Linked DNA regions of Mus musculus: regions 1, 3, 4 and 5 are each linked to region 2. A link is a contact called in public promoter capture Hi-C data. All regions are on one chromosome and are shown on one strand. The core of a region is the stretch at or near the end of the contact, and the rest is flanking DNA. Distances in the headings are between cores, read along the strand shown.

Evidence for each region. Promoter capture Hi-C pulls out the DNA fragments that hold promoters and counts their contacts. Capture Hi-C pulls out chosen DNA fragments and counts their contacts.
Region 1: a promoter capture Hi-C map of pre-B cells shows a contact between it and region 2, with 10 times the contacts expected there. The contact joins the promoter of Alkbh8 here to the promoter of Casp1 in region 2. A contact is called at or near these places in 2 of 39 promoter capture datasets (hippocampal neurons and pre-B cells) and 2 of 9 other capture datasets (adipose tissue and liver).
Region 3: a promoter capture Hi-C map of pre-B cells shows a contact between it and region 2. The contact joins the promoter of Dcun1d5 here to the promoter of Casp1 in region 2.
Region 4: a promoter capture Hi-C map of liver shows a contact between it and region 2, with 2.5 times the contacts expected there. The contact joins the promoter of Cwf19l2 here to the promoter of Casp1 in region 2. A contact is called at or near these places in 1 of 39 promoter capture datasets (pre-B cells) and 2 of 9 other capture datasets (adipose tissue and liver).
Region 5: a contact with region 2 is called in a promoter capture Hi-C map of hippocampal neurons, with 6 times the contacts expected there. The contact joins the enhancer-like site here to the promoter of Casp1 in region 2. A contact is called at or near these places in 9 of 39 promoter capture datasets (the 3T3-L1 cell line, the C10 cell line, cranial neural crest and 5 more).

What each region holds. Positions count from the first base shown.
Region 1 is chr9:3,333,823-3,336,522 of GRCm38.p6, forward strand. Alkbh8 (alkB homolog 8, tRNA methyltransferase) reads left to right here and starts at 1,409. Exons shown (of 12, transcript NM_026303.1): 1 at 1,409-1,428.
Region 2 is chr9:5,297,230-5,299,929 of GRCm38.p6, forward strand. Casp1 (caspase 1) reads left to right here and starts at 1,288. Exons shown (of 10, transcript NM_009807.2): 1 at 1,288-1,494; 2 at 2,051-2,317; 3 at 2,574-2,636. The coding sequence starts at 1,488.
Region 3 is chr9:7,183,073-7,185,801 of GRCm38.p6, forward strand. It overlaps Dcun1d5 (DCN1, defective in cullin neddylation 1, domain containing 5 (S. cerevisiae)), which reads left to right and starts at 1,433. Exons shown (of 8, transcript NM_029775.3): 1 at 1,433-1,810. The coding sequence starts at 1,725.
Region 4 is chr9:3,402,756-3,405,455 of GRCm38.p6, forward strand. Cwf19l2 (CWF19-like 2, cell cycle control (S. pombe)) reads left to right here and starts at 1,330. Exons shown (of 18, transcript NM_027545.2): 1 at 1,330-1,435. The coding sequence starts at 1,343.
Region 5 is chr9:6,667,120-6,669,819 of GRCm38.p6, forward strand. No RefSeq gene overlaps it. Among named protein-coding and RNA genes, the nearest start is that of Gm23097, 38 kb to the right of the region's middle. Within about 2 kb of position 1,437, at least 60 of the 459 cell types and tissues checked have an H3K27ac peak or open chromatin away from gene starts, as enhancers often do.

The DNA of each region.
Region 1 (2,700 bases), core at 159-2,658, 2.0 Mb before region 2:
ACAAGAAATGACTATAGAATTATTGAGAAAAGAACCAAAGAGAGTAAGAGTATGTCAGAAGGATGGATAGAGAGACACACAGGAAGTAAGAAGGAAGAAAATTCAGTTTAAAAAAGATTTTTTTTAAGGTGGGCATTTTTTAAGGGGTATTCCTTCTGGGACATTGGCTGAGGAGGAAGGTCAACTGGGTACTTTCTCTGCCTCGCAGAGCTAGCAGGCTTTCTTCCCAGCATCTGGTTCCCAAGTCTTCATAGGAAAAATCAAACAACATGACTGCCCCAAGGTATGTTTTGAAGAGGAGGTTTATTGTAGATATGAGGGAGAGAATAGCCAGAAACATCTGGAAGTGTTTATACTGAACATGGCCAACAGACAGAGCTTGGCTTTGGGGGGTTGGGAGGGGGTAAGAGAGAAGAGAGGGATGCAAGTGTACCAAGAAAGAGCCAGGAGTAGAACCAGATAGGAGCCAATAGGCCAAGAGACCCAGTGTCCAAAATAGCTATGTTATATGGAGATCAATAAGTCGGGAAGGGAAGAAGCAGAAAGTTAGTCCCTGAGATGGAAAGGTTTAGGGGAAGGGGAGAGGTGAGCAGTGCTGGGAGGAGCAACAGGTACTGAGTAATGTTGCAGAGAGCTGCAAGTATTTGCATTGATGTTTTAGTAGGCACTTCAGTCAGTGATTTGTCCCTCTTTCTTTGAGGCCTAACAATGTGGAGTTGAGTAAATACTACAAATTAAAAACAATACTGTTACTGTTTTTTTGTCATGAGTCAATCTCATAATAGGGATATAATTATTGTCTTTAATTTTTCTGCCATTTAAACTTTACTTTGAAATATCTTTCCTGAAGTAGATCCAGTTTCTTCTGTTTTAGAGTTTCTACTCTTTCTGGTTTTTTAGATTATATTATAATTTACTCATTGCATTTCCTACCTCCAAACCCTCTCCTATACCCATCGTCCTTGCTCTTTCAAATTCATCACCTCTTTTATTATTAATTGTACATACATACATTAATACAAATTGTACAATGTTTCTTGTATTTAAGTGTTTTCAGGCTGATCATTCATTGTTGGATAAACAATTGGCGTGCTCTTCCCTGGAGAAAAGTATTTCTCTTGCTCTCAGAATTCCTTATTTGCATATTGTTCTTTGTGTAGGGTTTAGACGTTCTCGACTCTTTGCCTGACCACACAAACACAACCGTTTTCATTGTCTTTGTTCAGTTCAGTATAGGCAGTCACACTAGAGAGACTTTATGGGTGTGGCTTCTGATGTTCCCAGGAGACACAATTCACAGTAAACTTCCGTTTCTCCACCTCCATTTTCTCTGCAGTGTTCTAAGCCTGAGGTATAGGAGTTGTGCTGTAGATGTCAGTTGAGACTGAACTCTACAGCTCTGCATTTCGATTGGTGTGGTTTACACAGGTAAGTTCCCTTAAGACTACAGTTATTTGTGAGTATAAGATCAAATGTTTAGCATTTAGTAACGTGATAGTTGTAGGTCCTATTCCAACGATTACTATTCACCCAAATAAAGCAGCCAAATTTTCTGTTTCAAGCAGCAGTTTACAGACATTTGGCGGAGAAAGGGTCAACAAAGAATTTGAGTCCCGAAGGGGGTTGTGGTAGCCCCAGGGACTCATGGGAAATGTAGTACTATTGTCTGCAACATGGCGGCGTCCGGTTGAAAGGGTGTCAGAGCATAGGTGGTCAGGCTGCACCGGGGAAGGCTGGCGATTGACAAAGCAGCTGGGAGGTGAACATTTCTGGTGAGGAGAGAGAAAAGTGTACGCCACCTGATTGGGGCCTGGGGATATGGAGGATCGCAAATCCTGGCTTACTCCTTTCAGCTCCCTGTCTGCTCTGTCCTGACCAGCATGGGCCGACTCAGACCGCGAAGAGTGCAGTTTATGGGTTGGGGAGGTAAGGCCGTTGGGAACCCTGGTAGGATCTAATGTCCTTATGTTTGGCATATGATGGATGCCTAGCGGTGTCTGTATTAGCTGCCATAGGGGTTGAAGACCAACCCTTGCTTTTAGTCGTTTTTCAGCAAGCATCAATTCTGTGAAGCACGGATATGCAAGGCACTCTTGGCCCACATCTGCCTTATATTTTTTTCTTGATCAGTCCTTCTGCTTCTGGGGTCAAGTAGTGTCAGACTGTGGTTTTGATGATTTCGTTTAACGTTTGTCTCTAGCTGTTTAGCAGGTACCCAAGATTGTAGACGAGAGTTTCTGACTCCAACACATGCAGATAATTGGGATACTCACTCGGTGGGTGTTACGGAAATCGCTGAAGATGGCTGCCAAAATTAGAATTACGGAGTTTAATAGCTAAAATGGCAAATTCTGCTTAGGTTTATTTAAATATGTATATTTAATGAGTCGCTACTACATATCACATCCTGTTTAAGTGCTGTGTACTACCCGGTGAATAATACAGACAAAATCACTACTTCATGTACTTAACTTTCTATTCACTTACAGAAGATAACAAACAATGAGTGTAAGAAAAAATAGAGTGTGTAATTCAGAAACGGTAATTTTTTTCTAAGTCTTAATGTTTAACTCTGCTTTCTTTTTAAATAGATAATGTAATTTGGATAGCTTATTAATTCAAAAGACATGTATCACCTGCATGTGTATCTATATACCACCTACATGCCAGAAGAAGGAGTGAGATCTGGAACTGGAGTTG
Region 2 (2,700 bases), core at 38-2,537:
GTTGTTGAAAACCATTTCTTTCTTCTGTTAAGAATTTAAATTAAGCTTATATTTCTTGATTATGTATGTTACAGGAAACAAAATAAAGAAGCCAAGAGCCAGGTATCTAATCACAATGGTGAAGGAAAATTCCAGAAAAGAAGCTATGTCTGGATGTGAACAGAATTCTCCTGGAAGAAGGTTTTGTGTCTTCTGAGATGGACAGACAATTGGAATTGCTGTACTGTAGAAAGTTTGGAATTTTGTAGGTGCAGACGGTAACTACTACATCTTAGATTAGTATTAGCCTTCTAAAACAACCATTCCTTGGTCCACTCTGTATCTGAAGTAACACCTTGTGGTCATAAATTAAAACCTCTTAGAAGCTATTAACATAGAAGAACATGCAATTTAACCAATCAGAAAGCTAATACTGTCATTTTATGATTATAGGAAACCTTTCCCCCACATCAATGTATCTGCTTTTTAAGCTTGTTGATGCATTTTAAACTTGCCTTGACTTATACCTTTCTTTGTTCTCCAAAACTAGAAATACCTGATGAAAAGTTTTTCAAGTTGGATCTTGGAATTTGGGGTAACCTAAATCAGTGTTCTTGGGTATAGACTCCAGCAAAAAAAAAAAAAACAAAAAAAACAAAAAACAAAAAAAAAACCCAACAAAACTAATCTATTTATTACCTTTAAGGTAGAGCTATGGGTGTTTGTTGTTTGTTTGGTTGGCTGGTTGTTGGCTTTTTTTTTTTTTTTTTTTTTTTTTTTTTTTTTTTTTTGGACATAAGCATCTTGATGTATCCTTATCGACGATACTTATGCCCAGCAGGCTAATTATTCAAGGGCATCCCCTGCCAGGGAAGCAAGTAGTTTGACAGTAGATGCACACCTCTGCTTCTGGTCCTCCGAGTCCAATCCTGCTGTCTGTCTAACTCTGCAACGGAACAGGAGCAGTAACTTCAGCCTATCTCTACTGCCCTGCCTCATATGCTTTTTTCCACTACTCATTACCTAATTCCAGCCCCCAACTACAACAGGCACTCCTGCTAGCCCACAGACTTACAAGCCAGAAAACAGTATATTGACTACAGTTCTTCTCTTCTCTCTTTGTTCTCCCAGCTCTGATCCCAGAGTCTCAGGCCCAGCCCTGCAGCAGAAACACGTGTGGCAGCCTTCCCTGCCTACTTGTTCCTCTCCTGTGAATCCCACAGATTCTCTACCTTCTCTTCCTGGACTTGTTGTCACAGCTCCTTTCTTTCTTGATGACTAAGACTCACTCCCTTCCTTTCCTGAGCTCTTCCAAGTGTTGAAGAAGAATCATTTCCGCGGTTGAATCCTTTTCAGACTTGAGCATTTAAACCTAACTTTAATTAGGGAAAGAAACATGCGCACACAGCAATTGTGGTTATTTCTCAATCTGTATTCACGCCCTGTTGGAAAGGAACTAACAATATGCTTTCAGTTTCAGTAGCTCTGCGGTGTAGAAAAGAAACGCCATGGCTGGTGAGTTTTCTCTATTATTAAAAGAACTCGTTTGGACAATAAGTCATTTGGAAAGGGACTCGCTTTTCTGAAAGCCATCATTAGTTTCTGGAGTTATTTAGGTGAGCTGAATCTGGGCAAAGTGAAGACTATTTAGAAATCTGCACAGAAGATTCTTGACGTCTTAATCTCTGGCCAGGGTCAGAAAGGACCTTTACTTGTATCCTGCCATTGTTGCCATCGTTTTTTGCAATCTTAGCTAGTAAGAGTCCCTAGTTAGACAGAGGGAACTGAATGAGTGACAGAGATGGTGGCAGCAAAAGAAAATGGTTTATGCTTCTTGAGTTCTAACAGAAAGATATGTGCCTCATACTGTATGCTTTTGTGTAATGTTGAAGGACAAATGTGGAGCAGAGATAGGAAAAAATAAGAGAGAGAGAGAGAGAGAGAGAGCAGGGAAACGCTGTATGTGAAAGGGACATTTTGCTGATTCACTCTGAAAGACAGTATGCTTTCTTTACATGAAAGGAACACGCAACTGTTTTCTTGATTTGAGAATTCTTTGTGTCTTAAACAGACAAGATCCTGAGGGCAAAGAGGAAGCAATTTATCAACTCAGTGAGTATAGGGACAATAAATGGATTGTTGGATGAACTTTTAGAGAAGAGAGTGCTGAATCAGGAAGAAATGGATAAAATAAAACTTGCAAACATTACTGCTATGGACAAGGCACGGGACCTATGTGATCATGTCTCTAAAAAAGGGCCCCAGGCAAGCCAAATCTTTATCACTTACATTTGTAATGAAGACTGCTACCTGGCAGGAATTCTGGAGCTTCAATCAGGTAAGAGCCTGAATCTTAGACCAAGTTGAGAGTCTATATATTTGGATAACCAATGTCTAATTGATATATTTCTTATGTAGTTTAAAGACAACCACTCACCTTCAGCTCCAGACTCCCATTTTTGTGTCTGTGGCTCTGCTGTGTGTCTCATGACTATTCCTATTCCTTCTGCCTTGTCTCCTGTAGCACACATTGGCCTCAGTCTCACCAAGGATGACCTTGCTATGGTGAATTCATTTCTTTTGTCTCTCTTCAGCTCCATCAGCTGAAACATTTGTTGCTACAGAAGATTCTAAAGGAGGACATCCTTCATCCTCAGGTACCCATACTGATAGAGGAATAATACTCGCTGGATCCTCATCTCTTTTGCATTATTATCTTCA
Region 3 (2,729 bases), core at 183-2,682, 1.9 Mb after region 2:
ACTATTTTAAAAGTTCTGTTTTCCATTTCTTCATTCTACAATCCTTAAACCTAAGAAATATGCAAATCATCAAACTGTCAAATGAATAGACCTGTTTCAGCCTTGTGTGCTTAATCTGTTTATGTTGTGCCACTCTACTAACAGACGGCTAAAATGCATTTTTAAGATTTTTCTTCATAAAGTTGATGAGTACCTTAGGATCTAAACCAGAATACCCTTTTGTTTTAATACTACTTCCTTTCCTTTCCTTCTTGTGACTTAGTCAAAGAAAATTAGACCACATAACAAAGAACTCAGCACCCTCATAGCTTCTCATTATTTACTATATAGAAAATCAAGAACTATCACGAGCAGCAGAAAAAATTAAATCACATAACTAGGTGCTTTTCTGTACACAGACATAATGTCCCTTCCCAAGTCTCACAACCTGAGTTCCACCTCAAGAGTGACAAGATTGATGGAGAAAATGAACTTTCAAGTTGTCATCCCAGCACTGGCACACAAGTGCCCCCACAATAAATACATATATAAAACAAACAAACAAAAAAAAAACCCTTCATCTTTCAGTTGTCTACTTCCTGTAGGGAGTTCTGTTTTAGAGCTTACATTTTATAATTTTCATGTAAAAACAATGTTTCGTGCATTGTTTATAATAGAGTCGAATGGGTTATAGGTTTGAACATTATGTTCACTGTTAAAAAAACATTAACTATATGCACCAAACATTGAAGTGTCCTCTCTCAGGAAACTTGTGAATTCCAGGGCATATTATGTATCCAGGACTCATTACAACAACCGGTTTTTTTCTTTCTCCTTGACTAGATTAGGGTCCCACGATGCAGTCACAGAACCACAGGGATAGAATTTAAAGAAACAGTCTTCTGTCACAGTTGGGTTACAAACATGGACTTCATTCACTAAGAATCTTCTATGAGATAATTTTACCTAGCAAACCTTTCTTATAAGCAGTATTTCCATTAGAAGTGACGTGATTACTGTTTCTTGAGAGCAGCCCATTAGAACAGTTCCCCAAATCCTCTGTAATAAGTCAGTCCGTTTCCCAGTCTCTTATCCAAGAGGAGAGTTCCTCAGAAGTAAAACATGGAGGCGTTGCCTCAGCACAGGAGGAAGCCATAAACTGACCCTGAGCATGAGGGAGAAAAGGACAAGGAGCGCGAGAAGTTGATCTCAGGCCCACCAAGAACACCCGAAAAAACTGGAGCGGTTGCACGTCAGGAGTGGGCACACTCACGCATGGCTCCTCACCAGATTACTTCGCTCGCCAGCTGTGGAGCGTTTATGATTTCTAGAAAGGACTTCCCGCTGGAAACCCGCCAGAAAATCTCCGGAGATTCAGGCTCCACCTGCAGAGACAAAAAATCCCAAAGTAGAGAGACCGCTCCAGGCCCTGCGAGCTTCCTTTCTACGTCACTTCCGGTCCAGAGCCATCCGCTTCCGGGTCAGGCTAAGCCGCCTGCTCTTCGCTGCTACTGTAGGTGCCGCGCTGTCGGCGTTCGCTGCTCCTGGAAAAGCCCGAGCCGCGACACCGCCGGCCTTAGCGCTGCGCTGCCCGGAACCGCCCCTAAAGAGGAGACCCGGGGCGGGGTCGCGCCTCGGGCCTCCGCTGCGGTCCCCGGCAGGCGGGAGCCGGCGCTGCGGGGCCTGCGGCGGAGCGCGATACCCCTCCCCGGCCGCCCTGTCTACCTTGCCGGGGAAGGCGGAAGATGCCAGTGAAGAAGAAGAGAAAAGCTCCCGGAGTGGCAGCGGCGGTCGCGGAAGACGCGGGCCTCAAAAAGTGTAAAATCCCCAGGTACTGCCTGTCCCCACCCCGCTGGCTCTCTCCTTCCCCCGGGGCCGGACAGGCCGCTAGCCGGGAGGAGAGGGGCGAGCCCTCTCAGGCGAGGCGGTCGGTGAGGCGCCCAGTCTCCGCTCCGCGCGGGACCGAACCGCGTGTTCGCCTGTACGTGCTCTCTGTCGTACTTGGACAAGCTCTGAGATTCGTCCCACTTTGTTGTCTGCGTGCCCAGAGGGTAGGAAACAGACGACCGTACGTATGCATTCTCCATCAAATTTCCCAACCGAGAAGTGAGCGCGGATCTGCCAAGATTCACGGCGTCCTTGTGTCACACTAAATCGAGCAGAATTGGCTTGGTCCCCACATTGTTAAATGTCAGAGTGTGAAAAAAGGAGCAGAGCTTGAAGAGTTTTGACAGCTGCCTTGGGAATGATGGAAAGAAAGCCTTTGCTATAATTGGTCTCCCGAGTTAGCATTTAAAGTGGCCTAACCTGGACGATCCCAGCAGGAGGCCTTTTAAATCGCTGGAGCCTAGGCTTCTGGACGCACCAATGCCTCCACTTCACCTGTACCAGTTCCGTACACTTAATTGGAAAAGGCCCTTGTGGTTTTTGTTTTCTGGCATTAAGACGCTGGTAGCTCTCAACCTCCTTTTAGGCGTTAGCAAGCTATTGTGCTCCATGTTCTCTTAGGGGAAAAGAAAACAAAGCAGAACTGTAAGTTAGAGCCCTTTACTCGCTTTGTGGCATATACTCAATCATCACAGATTCATTCCTCAGAAAGTCATTGCGATTTAGCTTTGAGAAGTGGGCTTCTTCCCATACACTTTGAGTTGTTTTTGTATTAATGGTCGACACTTAAAGTGACAAATACTACCATTACAACAAGACAGCCTGGAACAACAATATCAACTAATCAGTACCCCCAGAACCTA
Region 4 (2,700 bases), core at 80-2,579, 1.9 Mb before region 2:
TCATCAGTGCGTTTAGCCTTCAATATTTCATGGCAAGTCTTTTTGAGTGCCTTTGGTAATGCGTGGGCAGGTATATTAGCCCTTCCTATCAACTCTGAATTGGCTGGTTATCCTTGCTTCAGATGCACAAACTGGAGTGCTGCCTCACAAACATAATGAATCAAATAAAGGGGTTGTAACCATTCAAGTTTGTCATCTTAAATTTGCTGAGTTGATATGGGCAAAAGGAGATAGAAATGGCTTATTTCAACTTTCCTGTTTCTATCCTAGTGGGCGAATCAAATGAAGCACAGATGGGGCTAGTCTTTTGATACAGAGACTTAATTATGCAAGATGCAATAAATACAACAGAGGTCACTGTTTTTTCTTTATGAGAGATAACCACACAACCAAGGCATCTTTCTTCTGGGTGATGAGGACTCTTCCTGCACCCAGGCTTGTGCAACACCAAGTCTTGACCTCCAAATAATTAAGAATTATTTATTTATTTATTTATTTATTTATTTAATGAGTGTTATGTCATCATGTAGTTGCAATGCCTGTGGAGGCCAGAAGAGGGAGATCTCCTGGAAATGGAGCTAGAGATGGTTTTGATGATCCCTGTGAGTTCCTGGATGTGGCCTTAGGTCCTTTGCAAGAACAGTTAGCACCTAAATCACTGACCCATCTCTCTACCCCAGTTTTAAATATATTTCAAGACACCCATCAAAGAAAAATACTGAACTTTTTTTTTTAATTACTTATTTTACTTATATGAGTACATTGTCACTGTTTTCAGACACACCAGAAGAGGGCGTTCAATCCCATTACAGAGGGTTGTGAGCCACCACGTGGTTCCTGGGAATTGAACTCAGGACATCTGGAAGAGCAGTCAGTGCTCTTAACCACTGAGTCATCTCTCCAGCCCCTATACTGATTCTTAAGAGCAATTTTTGTTTTTCCCTTTTCCCCCCACGTTCTGACTTTCTGATCAGGTTCCCTTCAGGTTGATGCACAGTCACAGGAAGTCAGGCAAGAAGGGGGAAGTAAGTAACTTCTAGCTTACTGGAGTGTTTTAAGAGTCCTATTGAGAAATGAGTTAATATATCGCAGGGCTCATAATAACGCATGTTTATATTAACTCAGCGCTTAGCGAACCTAGTACATCTGAAAGATCAACTCTCCAGCAGGCTACAAGTTTCCGCTGAACCTTTCACAGGCGAAACATTCGGAACTGCGCCTGCTCTGTTGGCATAGTAACGCCCCTTCCCTACTATTTTGAAATGCAGATTCGGTTTCTAAATTACGACAGTCGTAAACCGAGGTTTCCCGACGGCGTCCTTGCTTTTCGACGGCAACAACTATGGAGGCGTTTAGTGTAAGATTTGAAAGTGCTAGCAGTATCGAAGAGCGAAAAGAACAGACCCGTAATGCCAGGGCCGAGGTGTTACGCCAGGTATCCCGGCTTTGGAGAATTTTCTTTCTTCCTTTTTAAAACTGGGGTTGTACTAAGGGCTTCTGCATGCTAGGTAATCGCTTTCCGAGATTTAGTTCTTGAAATACTTTCGTTTTATAAATCTTACGGTTTCGGAATGTTATTTAAAAGTTGTAGGACTTGAGAATCCTGGGAGATAGTCCACTCACTTCTCTCGTTACTTCGGTATCTCACCTTGTCTGATTTTGGTCTTTTTCCAATGCAGTTGTCTTCTAAACGCTCGGACCGGCTCCATTTGCTATTTCTCTCCGCAAAAAGATTGATTGGTTTCCTTCCAGTTTCCTTAGTTTTTAAGCACTCTTGATATTTCAGCCGCCTGGATTGCTCAGTTTCTGTGTCCAGTGTCACATCCGAGGACTCTTCTTACCAGTTAATTCGAAGCATGAGTCATTGCCCCGGCTTATTGGAAGTAGGACACATTTGAATACGTTGGTGTTTCCTCCACGTTTTCCTTTCAACTCCAGGCTTAGGCCAGCCTTTACTGATTGAAACACTGTTTTAGCATAAGAGACTCAGAATATGTGCTCCCCGACCCCAGGTTTTGGAAACAGAATTCTCATTAACATTGAAATGTATGGAGTTTATAAAAACGGAAGAAGTAAATTATTGAACAGTTATTGACAGTTATTCCTGATTAATTGTGACAGTGAAAAAGATGAATTTGTAGTTGAACAACGGAATGTTCCGTGACTATGTTTTGGGTTTTTTGTTTTATGATAAAAGAATTTTAAATAAGTTTAAATGCATATAGAGAGTAGAAAATAAATAGGAAGAATGAGTAATGCCTTCCTTCAGTCACATTTTAAGGGGATGGGTGGGCAGTTAGTCTTGGTCAGATAAAGCATCATGAATATTGGCTGATTTCAAAATAGATATAATGAATAATCATAATGACTGTCTGTTTGATATTTCAAACAGTTTTTGGAAGAAACTCTTTGTCAGCTGTGAAGAATTTTAGACAAATCTACATACAGTTTGATAAGGACCAAAGTCAGCTTAGGAATTTTGACAGATGGATGAGAAAGCAGAAGAAACTTCTTGCATTGTATTACTATTGTTGACTGCTGACTAGAAATTAGCCATATGGTTCTTTCTTTTTAAGAGGATAACTTTTCTGAGTCAATTGTATTGGCACTGTCTATTTTGAAGGCATGGAAAAAGGTCAGATTTATAACTTTTGGGAAAGTCTAAAGAACTAGCCACAGTGACAATGAAGGTTAAAGTGA
Region 5 (2,700 bases), core at 187-2,686, 1.4 Mb after region 2:
ATGCTGTTTGAATACCGTTTAAAGTATTAAAGGCTAAAATAGAAACACAAGAGTTATGAAAAGAGGCAGGGCTTTAGAAGGCAGGGGAGGACTTTTAAAGCTTTGGGTGTACCTGAATTATCCCAAATGATTGTGGAAGCAGCCAAGTCACTGCCCCCACTCTGGGTAGGGGACATAAATCCTCATTTTCAACAGATTTTTCCAAAGATGGTGGCCCTGTTATTTGCAGCCCCCAAATCAGAGCCCACTGCCAGTACAATTGATGACCATTCCAATCACTACATGAAGTAGACAGGCGATAACGTTAGCAAGTGAATGATAAGCATGGCCTTGTTTTGTGCTGTTGCATAAAAGGAGGAATTTGAAGTGATGGGCTGGTTTTAATATGAGGAGTGGGTACATCACTGTGTTTACTTGATGAAATTTTACTGGTTCATTTATCATTTGCATGCATTTCAGTATACAATATAATTGATGTCATAATAAAGATGTATATAGGTCAAGAAAATAAGGGGGGCTTTTTTCAAAGTGGCCTAGGGACAAAAACATTTTGTTTGAGGATTCCCTTAATTTAGGGAATTAAAAGTAAAAGTGGATTCATTCTTGTTGTTAAAGAGCACATGAAGAGGGAGAGTAGTAATGGACGGGTATTTTTACAGAGTTCGGACTGGAATGGGAGAATATCTTTCAAAACATACAGTCATGTATGAAATTCTAAGGATCCACATTCAGATACTTGTTCTAATAATAATTTGCCATATGTCCTTGTCTCTAGTACTACTATATGATACTAAAAGATGTGTTGCAGGGAGTCTATCAACAAAGAGAAACAGAAAATCAACTGAACAATTGCTTCATACTCGGGGAAACTGGAGTGGGAAACTGGTGTTTAGTAACAGAAATATAGAGCCCCAAAGGACCAGTTGCTTGCGTCTTGAACATTAAAAGTCAAATACAAACAATGCTTGGCATGATCCCTGAGCAGTTTCTGAAGAATTGACCAGATATTTTTTTCTCAGACATTCCTTTCAAGAAGTGCTTTGTTACAGGAATCATTTCCAAGAATCTAGTCACAATAGTCACAAACACCGGTCCTTCCTTCGTTGGTCTAAGGAATTCTTGGCATTTGGAGAGTCACAGGACTTTCTTAAGTTAGAGGAATGCAGTCTATGCCTCTATGCCGTGTGTGCCTGAGACTGCATGTGTTCAAGAAGTGAAACAAGTCTCATGGCGCCTATAAATTACCAGCACTGAGGGGCACCAGGCAGGGCAATTCTCTGCATTTCATTCTGTGCAACCTCTTACAGTTATGGGATGTCATTGTTCAGTCTTCGGCACTGGGCAACAACTCTTTACGATTATAATAATCCTACTGAACACATGTGCTGTGCAGAACCCTTTAAAATCCTATTTGTGCGTTGTGAGTTACACAGACCAGGGTTTTTGCCAGCTGGGTCCAGTGCAGGCTGTTCTGGGTCATGACTGAGCGCCAACTGACTCGATATTATTAGTGTGGTGTACTTTGATCGCCTCCTGGTGTTGATTCTGTGTAACAGCAGCTGACATCTGACTGGTAGTTTTCAAGCAAATAAATAAAAGCAAAAGATGAATGGATTGACCTGGAAAGCTGGTCCTACAATATCTAAATGATTACATCAGTGGTAGGTCAAGAGAGAGACGGTGAACAGACAAAGAGGACCTTGGGATATTCTACAGCAATATCGCTTCTTTGCAATTTTGCAGTCTAAAGCTTTAAAAGGCTTAGCTTTGAATTATTGTAACATTCATCTCACCTCCCAGCAGTATCGAGTTTGGCACAACATTTCAAACAAAAATCCAACAGGATTAAGTGACCACTCGTTAATTTTAAGCAACACATCTGAGTGTGTAGGATGGATAGGTCCAGCACTCTTTGTGAGGACACTGTGTGGGATGTTAACAGACTTAGTAGTCACAGCAGCTTCTTTATGCTCATACCACTGAAAGTATTTGTGGGGAGATATGAATTCTACCTGTGCAATAGTCTGAATACTGAAAGATACTGGTACTGTGTCTACATGTGAAATTAAAATTTTAGGTAAATACGCCAGCCTGAGTTTATCTCCAGATACCAATGCTAACTTGAGCATGTGGTAGCCTAAGCCAGGAATGTCTTGTGCTGATCCAGCTCCCAAAGTCTTTGTTATAAAGGTTTGGTTTTCATGTTTTATCTATTACTCATGCTAATATGGCTATGACCCCCTTTTTTCTTTTTTTGAAAAATAGATTACTTTCTCAAACAATATATCCTGATTATAGTTCCCCCTCCCTCTACTCCTCTAAGTTTCTTCCCACCTCCCCTCCCTCCCAGAACCACTCCCTTTCTGTCTCTCATTAGAAAAGAACAGGCTTCTAACATAACAACCAAACATGACAAAATAAAATATAAAATTAAGCAAAAACTATCATATCGAAGTTAGACAGCAACCGAACAGGAGGAAAAGGGTCTTGAGAGCAGGCATGAGAGTCAGAGACCCACTCATTCTTACAGTCAGGAGTCCCTTTAAAATACCAAGCTAATACCCAATAACGTATATACACACACACACATATATATGTATATATATGTATACATATATATGCATATAAATATATATGTATGTGTGTGTGTGTGTGTGTGTGTGTGTGTGTGTGCGCGCGCGTACACACACATACATATAT